Linked DNA regions of Hordeum vulgare: region 1 is linked to region 2. The links are chromatin contacts, called in public Hi-C maps. All regions are on one chromosome and are shown on one strand. Each heading gives the region's core, a stretch centred on a gene start, on an enhancer-like site or on the middle of the called end of the contact. The rest is flanking DNA. Distances are from core to core; before and after follow the strand shown. Region 1 holds the start of LOC123400185 (la-related protein 1B-like). Region 2 holds the start of LOC123400179 (mediator of RNA polymerase II transcription subunit 4).

Evidence for each region. A called contact is a pair of places that touch in the nucleus more often than the background predicts.
Region 1: a contact with region 2 is called in a Hi-C map of seedling, with 4 times the contacts expected there. The contact joins the promoter of LOC123400185 here to the promoter of LOC123400179 in region 2. A contact is called at or near these places in 5 of 6 Hi-C or Micro-C datasets (leaf, seedling and an unstated tissue) and 1 of 1 datasets of contacts at active chromatin or transcription factors (embryo).

Annotation. Positions count from the first base shown.
Region 1 is chr5H:505,300,653-505,304,714 of MorexV3_pseudomolecules_assembly, forward strand. LOC123400185 (la-related protein 1B-like) reads right to left here and starts at 2,300. Exons shown (of 7, transcript XM_045094603.1): 1 at 1,863-2,300; 2 at 957-1,719; 3 at 713-869; 4 at 543-633. The coding sequence starts at 2,177.
Region 2 is chr5H:505,144,980-505,149,456 of MorexV3_pseudomolecules_assembly, forward strand. LOC123400179 (mediator of RNA polymerase II transcription subunit 4) reads right to left here and starts at 2,706. Exons shown (of 1, transcript XM_045094599.1): 1 at 1,261-2,706. The coding sequence starts at 2,674. The coding sequence ends at 1,427. It overlaps LOC123400180 (histone-binding protein MSI1 homolog), which reads left to right and starts at 2,937. Exons shown (of 5, transcript XM_045094600.1): 1 at 2,937-3,629. The coding sequence starts at 2,997.

The sequences.
Region 1 (4,062 bases), core at 1,050-3,549, 160 kb after region 2:
CACTACGAAGCAAGTTAGTATACTTTCAAATAAATTTCCCAAAATATGAAAATGTTAAACAAATAATATTTGTGTGATGCACACGAGATTAAGAACTGTAATTTAGTACTTACAAGTATCTTCTAGACTTCTATTGTCTTGCCCGACAAAATCAAGTGATCCTCATTTTATAATTGTCACATTTCTAGTGACACAAAGAACCATATGTAGTAAACATGTCTTGAATTATTCAAAAATGAACTCCACCCCCCTCTCCCCTCGCCACGCACAAAAAGAGCACAAAAATTACATAGACAAGTAAATGTAGATACAATCTTGCCGTTTACGAAACAAACTCACGAACTCATAGTCATTCGTAGAATAGTGTACCAAGTAAATTTCCAAGTTCCGATCTTGCAACATAAGTTATCTAATATGTGAAAGTACAATCAGCAGAGGTATCACACTAGCGTTAAACCTGTCAGGAGAGATTTAGAACAACAGAAAGGCTACATCCTGAACTGACATGAAAAAAGGAACCAAATGAGAATTAAAAGACAGACCATAGGGAATCCAGCGATTAAGTCAATAGGTACCCATCCTTGATCATCCATACGTTCTCTCAAGTATGTGTCGTGGCAAAGATTATTAGTGCTAACAAAAAAAAAGCAAAACAAACAATTAGCATAAAAACAACAATAACTTCTCAAGAATTATGAAGTAGATTCACTACCTAAAATAGTGCTCAATCTGCAGCTGGATATCATTTTGGAGTTTTATTTGATCTTGCTGAAGCGCCAAAGGCTGCATTGGCGGTCGGATAAGATGCATGTTCTGAAACTGCTGCTCAACTTGTGTGACATAGTAAGGATAGGAGACCTGTAAATCAGCTGCATATTTACACACTAACCACGTTACAAAAGAGATAAGAATTGATAGTAAAGGTCTAAAGGATGACACAGGATGAATTAACTTACAGGGGTACGCAATGGGTTGCACATATGACACGAAAGGTGGCATCATAAAATGGGCAGCAGCAGGTGATTGCGGCGGCGGCCGTTGAAATGGTCCAGGCTGGTAATAGCCCTGCTGCTGCGGCATTGGCAATGCTCGGGAATAGTTCCTTGGCGAGAAATTACTCCCTCTTTCGTGGTCACGACGATTCCGACCGCCACGACCACCAAAGCCGTTGTTGTTACCACTACCATGTCGGGCATTATTGTTCCAGTGGCCGCTGCCACTACCGCCGTTATATCTGTATCCCCCATCACCACTCCCGGTGGCATTGTTATAGCTACCACCACCACCACCACCACCACCACGACCGTTGCCATTCCAATTGTTACCGCCAAACACCCTCCTATTATGGTCAACACCACTGCCACCAATGGCGCCGCTATGAACACCAGAGTTCAAGTTGCTGCCACCACTAAGACCCCCATCGTTCCAGTTACCATCACCACCACTACTGCTGTTTCCATCACTGCTATAATTACCGGTGCTCTGGCTATGAGTACTCACATTGCCACCGCCGCCCCCTCCACTGTTACCACCGTTACCGCCACCATGCCGAACTAAAATTGGCTGGCTAGTGCTGCCGTTCCGCGGCGACGAGGCCGTGGTGGTGGTGGCACTGGGAGTATGAGAGGTTGAGGCAGGGCCTGGGCTTGTGCTTGGGGCAGTAGAGATCGGAGTAGAAACCCGCTGTGGCTGCTGCGGCGGCGGCACAATCGAATCCTCCTGATTACATCCACAGATTCATTCATCAGACACCAAAAAATTCATCAGGCAGTGCTGGGAAGAAAAAAACTGAACACGAGAAGCGGTTTCCCAGATGCATCAGCACAGTACACGTGTGAAACTTGATGGGGGGATTCAGTTACCGGGGCGGAGGGGGCGGAGCCATCGGAGAGGGAGTCCGAGGAGGCGGACTTGGGCCAGGCCCGCGCAGCCGAGTCCGCGAGCGCCGGCCAGGACTCGTCGCCGCCCATGATGCCGCCGGCGGCGGGGGGCGGCGGCGGCGGCACGTTCCACGCCGTCTTCCTCGCCGCCGCATTGCCGGGATCGGCCCCCTCGGCCGGATCGCGCGGGTTCTCCCGTGACGGTGCCTGGGGCGGCGGCGCGGCGATCGCCGCCGGCGCCAGGGCGGCGCTGGCCGCCGGTTGCGTGGGCGCGGCGCCTCCAGCGGCCGGCGACATGGCGGGGCAGGGGCGGCGGTGGACCGGAGGAGGGGTTTTGGACCGCGATTTAATCGGGAACGGAGGAGACGAGGAGGCTGGGTGGAGAGGAGTGGGGGGAGGGAGTAGAGAGAGGTGGGGGTGGAGAAGGAATGGAACCGGAGCGGAGGGGAGGGGCGGCGGCGGTGGAGGGGTTTGGTGGGAAATTCTAGGGCAACTGGCGGGGCATTTCCGGGAAAGCCACGCCCCTCGCTCAGCCTCAGGACAGAATGATTTTGTTGTGCGTATTTCCCAACTGTCGCCGCTGCTAAACAGACAATGGCCGTGTTATTAGGCTGACACATCACACATGCTGGTAGTGCTAGATTGCTTTATTCGCTTCTAAATAAATTTTAAAAATGAGGGACCGTTTTTTTATTTTACTTGTGATAAACGAGAAATTATAATTAGTAGCAGCATGGAAGAGGAGGAGGAGGAGGGCCGTACGTGCATAGGACATGTGTGCGATTTATCAGCGGCGTGGCGCGCTTTGCATGACCACCCAGCTAGCTAGCTAGCGACTCTTCACTGGGCACAGTGGTTAACTGGTCCAGGCTTCGGACCAGGAGATCGTCTCGTCTCCACGCGCTAAACAGTACGGCCGCGTTGTTCGACTCTGTGTTTTGTACGTACGTACGTGAGCAGTGAGCAGCGGGGCGACGTCCACCAGCTGCCGTTTCGTCCCACCGTACGTGTTTGACCATGAATTTTGTTTCTCTATGCGCGCCATTAACCAGCAGCTCAAGACCAGGCGTCACTGTTCCGGCGGGAGAAGCTAGGTAGGACCACATCGCCGCCCGGCGCCGTAAATAAAGTAAAGAAGCTGACTGTAAACCAGTGGAGTAGTTTCCGGACGAACAAAACCAGAAGGAAATTAACTGTCACCGGCGTGGTGACTGGCAAGTGAGACGTGATAGATTGAACTCCGTGTTGGCACGACTACTTGTTGACACGACCCATGCTGTTGGGTCAAGGCATCGAGGCAATCGCTGCAAACGCGTCCATCCGTCCAGTGAATGCGGTTTACCAGCCAGCAGCAGGTTCCTTGCGGTTTCCCCCGTGTCTCCTGGAGGCCGCCAGCCAGCAAATTCCGTTTCTTTTCTCCGGGAGCTGGAAAATGGACACGGGCTGGCTCGGGCAGGAAGGAAATTGCAGCTGCGGACGCGTACACGATGGCTTGCAGATTTGAAGATCTCCCGGTGCACGTTTGCGCCGTCGATCGATCCCTGGTTCGTGCGTGCGTGCGGGCGTGCATAAATCTATCTACGTGCCTTTTCGCTGCCGAAAGGAAGGAGGAGATGCCCGGACCGCAGGGAAATCGGGTCAACAAAACTACAAAGGCACTAGCAGTTGGGCTCGATCTGATTCCGGCGCACATTGACCAGCGGTATCATACGCTTGCACATGCACGTAGCTACTCCCTCCGTTCTTAAATATAAGTCTTTTAAGAGGTTTCACTAAAAAGACTACATACAGATGTATATAGACATAATTTAGAATATAGATTCATTCATTTTGCTTCGTATGTAGCCCTCTAATGAAATGTCTAAAAAGACTTATATTTAGAAAGGGAGTAGTTTTCTTTGACATCTGCGCTAGCCTTCAGCTGGTTCCAATTTTTGAATACAAAATCGCTGTCTGGCCCGATCTTGTTTTTTTTTACCCGGTCTTGTTTCACCAACACCGAGGGCAGGACCAGCGCGTACGTGTGGCAGAAGGTGATTCCAGGTCGGTCCATGCATGCATGCAGGCAGGCTCGTCTCACGCTGCCACGTACCGTAAAAAGAGGCCGTAATCCGGGCCGGGGCGTAGTAGCTAGGTTCCAAGTTGGCACGAATGTCGTCTAGGGCGGCAACGAGGCAGCCGT
Region 2 (4,477 bases), core at 1,456-3,955:
CCTTGTCTGATTGTTGTATGTCTGTCATAACCACGAATTGGAAGTGTTGCAATTTCTTGTTCCTAGACATACCTGAGACAAAGATGTATGGATTGCCTGATTGTTGGTATGGCTGAGACAGAGATGTCAGGATTGTTGTAATGTGCATTATCTGATTGTTGGTAGTTTGGTATTGGTTGAATTGGTTTATCAATTGTCTGATCGTTGTATCGCTGTGATAACCACGAATTGGCTCCGGGATGATCTAGTAGAGCACCACTGACATTTGGATGGGCGGCGCATTGGCCCATGATGTATCTTTGTTTTACTTTTCTATGTCCAATTTGATTCGAACAATTATTGTAATTTGCTCAAACATTGTTGTAATGATTTGAACGATTATTGTTTTATTTGGTGGTGTAATAATAACTAGAATGATTATCGTTTTATGTCAAATGTGATTGAATTTGTGATATGTCATATGATGAAATGTGTGATATATGAAATGACAGTTTTAAGGGTTGGGGTTGGGGCAAAGACTAGAACCCTCAAACCCAACCCTTATAACGGAAAAAATAAGGGTTGGGTTTGAGGGTTCTAGTCTTTGCCCCCTGTTTTTGAACCCTTAAAAGTGTCAAAAATGACCAATTCTCAACCCTTAAAACTGGTTTTAGATTTAAGGGTTTGAGGGTTCTACTAGAGATGCTCTAAGAGATGAAGAGAGGAATCATGTAAAGGATGACATTAGGCGTATGGGATAAGGCGCCATCAAACGAAGGCAATCACTCCAAAGTCCAAAGTGCACAAGTACGCAGGAAGATTTGAGAAGATGTCCATAAACATGGAATGATGTACTCAAAAAGCTTAGCCTAGGACTACACTAGCAGGCAATTACAACTGAAACCTACAATGATGAACTAAAACATTAAATCATGACATTTACATTCCAAAATAGAGGCCAGGTTTTGGGTTAATAGTGGTTGCAAAGGTCAAGGAAACCGAACATCTTGAACTACAGAGGTCAAGGAAACTGAGCATCTTGAACTACAAAGGTCAAGGAAACTGAACATCTTGAACTACAAAGGTCAAGGAAACTGAACACGGTCAACATTGGCTGTATTTATCACAGCAAGTGGTCCAGTGACTGGTGTACTAGACTGGCACAAGTTTAAGCCAAACCTCATAGAGAATAAAGTTTTTGTTTTTGAAACAAAGGTCAAGAAAATTGAACATTTAGACTGGCTGCATTTATCAGAAAAAGTGATCTAGTGACTGCTGTACTAAACCAGCACAAATTTAAGTCAAATCTATTATCGAATAGATTTTGTGTTTGCAGTAGTTTGAACAGACAAGCACATGACATAATACTAGCCAAAGCTTACACTAAAATGAGCTACACTGGATATGGAAACACACAAATGACGAAATGGTCGAGCTTACAAAAGCATTAGTCCTCATCGTCTTCATCTGAGCTCCCGACGTCGCTACTGTACTCATCGCTGCTAGAACTGATTTCAAGGTTCACAGCCGCGACCTGTATTGGCTCTTGGGCCCTTGGCACCATTGGTTGCACCCCAACAGGAATTGGTACACTGGGTCGTTGTTCATCAGGCTTGACAGCAGGAATGATGCCACCCAGCTCGATCGGGTCCCCAGGCTTCCATCCAGGTGGTGGCATTGGAAAAGCAGGAAGCAGAGCAGGCAAACCTTTCTGCCACCCTGGTGGCACCGTGATTGGTAGCATAGATGGCCGCGGAGGCTCTTCCTCCGGTAGCTCGAACAGCGGCATGGACTCCATCTCTGCTGTGAGCCCCTCCTTGGTTTCCAGGGGTTTCTTGGGCACCCCAACATCCAAATCAGCAAACTGATACAGCTGCGACATCCGCAGCTCGTTATCCTGTGGCGCAGGCGGCAATGCACCCCTCAGAGGCAGCCCAGCACCATGCTCCGGCGGCGCAAAAGTCGTGTAGCTTATGCGATGCGCATAGGTCAAGATGTCGTCCAGCTTGAGCTTGGAGTGGAGGGACGCGCCGAAGTCGCCCTGCGACACCGGCTCGGGCTCGTCGACAGCCGCTGCGCCACGCGGGCGCTTGGGATCGCGGCGGTAGTCGGCGTAGTCGTCGACGAGGCGGTCAAGCACGTGGTGGGCCTCACGCAGCTTCTTCGCGAAGGCGAGCAGCGAAGCATCCTTGGCGCGCGCCTCGCGAGCGAGCTTGGCGCGCGCGTCCTGCAGGTCGAGGGTCTCCTGCAGCTCGGCGACGGTCTCGAAGAGCTGCGTCTGGAGGGAGGTGAGCATCGACATCGCCTCCTTGGTGGTGGAGACGGGGGCCGGCAGCGGCGTAGGCGCCGCGGAAGCCGACGACGACGCGAGGAAGTTGGGGAGGGAGCCCCTGTACGACGAGATCCAGGCGGCGCGGTTGGGCGAGAGCTCGAAGAGGTTGGAGGCGAGGGAGGAGATGAGGTGGAGCAGCGACTGCGCGCGCGGGAGCGGCGGCAGGAGCGGGAGCAGCGCCGGCGAGGTGGTTAGGGTTGGGACCGCGGCTCCGGCTCCGGCTGCAGCCGCCGCCGCGCTCGCGGACGGCGGGTTGGCCTGCGGCGGCGACGAGGTGGGGTTTGCGGGAGACTGGTTGGGCGGGAGCGACGGCGACGAGGCTGTCACGCCTAGCCTCGCCGGCGACGGCATGTGCTGCATCATCGCGGCGGCGGGGGCGGCGGATTGAGGAATCCAATGCGAGGACCAGAAGCTCGTAGACTAGCCGGGCTATTAGGCAGTGGGATCCTGGGCCTGACATGAATCTGGGCTTCATGACTTTTTTTTTTGAGGGAGATCTGGGCTTGATGACTTTTCTTTGAGAGATCTGGGCTTGATGACTTGCATATAGTTAGGCTTTGCAGCCCAACAAGCCCATCAGATCCGCAATAAAACCTCGCGTTGAAACCCTCGGCGTCCTCACCACCGATCATTTTGGCGGGAGACAGTTCGCCGCCTCCACTTTCCCGCGCAGAGCAAATCAGCAATGGACGGCGGCTCCTCCTTCCAGGCCGTCGCGGCCGCCGCGGCCGCCGCCGACGCGGAGATGGAGGAGTACCTCAACTGGAAGAAGAACACGCCGGTGCTCTACGACCTCGTCATGTCGCACCCGCTCGAGTGGCCCTCGCTCACCGTCCAGTGGTTCCCCTCGGGGTCGCCGGCCGCCGCCCGCTCCCACCGCCTCGTCCTCGGCACCCACGCCTCCGACGACTCCCCCAACCACCTCATGCTCGTCGACGCCGTCCTCCCGCTCCCGCCGCGCCTGGCCGCGGCGGCGGCCGCCGAGGGCCGCGCCGTCCCGGCCCCGTCCGTGTCCATCGGCCGCTCGGCGCCGCATCAGGGCGAGGTTAATCGCGCCCGGTGCATGCCGCAGCAGCCATATACAGTGGCCACCAAGACTTGCGTCGATGAGGTGCACGTGTACCACCTCGGGGACGACGGCGAGAAGCGGGGCGCGGATGTCGTGCTCAGGGGTCATGGCGCGGAGGGGTATGGGCTGGCTTGGAGCGCGAGGAAGGAGGGGTTCCTGCTGAGTGGCTCGTATGATAAGAAGATCTGCCTGTGGGATCTCAAGGCCGGGAATGGAGCCCCGGTTCTGGACGCGCAACAGGTGTTTGCGGTAATGTCCCAACAGATGCTCCTGTGCTGTTTCCTGTTCCCCACATTTATATTGTTTCTCATGTACTATATGATTGTACGTATTATGCATGTTAGGTTCGCAACCTTTGAGTAATACGTAGTATATACTGTGATGTTAGTAGTAGTAGCTACCACTGGAAGCAGAACTGATTAAACACTTCTGTATCATAAGAAGTGCGGATACCCGAAGCAATCGGCTCAAAATCATAACAATGCCAAGAAACCAAGCACAAATTATGCTGCCCTTCGTTTTCCATTACCCGGAGTACATTCAGTTGAAGTCGCTGAATGTGAAAAGATAATATAATGAAATCCAACCGAAAGTCCCTGAAAGGATGAGCACATTCAGTGTCTACAAACCTGATATATTGGAACTTCCCCTGATACACACAATTCTTTCATATCTGGTGGCTAACCAGGCTAGATACATCAATCTTGCACAGGAACGTTTTGTATTTTCTTCACTTTTCAGGCGTATTGGCAACACGATTTGTCTGATTTGATTTTCTAAATAGCAATTTGTGTTGCGCAAGAGATGTGCTCCTTCTGTTATTATTCATAATTCATTTGGACACAAAGAAGTGTTGTCTTCTGACATCAGGTTAACCAACCCTTGAGATAACATGAGAACACATAATAGCAATAAAAGCTCTATGGTTCTTCTTAAGCAATTAAAACAAAATATCATCACCTTGGTTGCCAGTTTGCCAGCACAATCCATCACTTCTTTATGGTGCTTTACTTTGAAGATTGGACTTAAAATAAACTTGTTCGCTGGTTGCCGTGGTTTCATACTATGAAAATTAATGTTTAGCCAGTTCTTTTGGG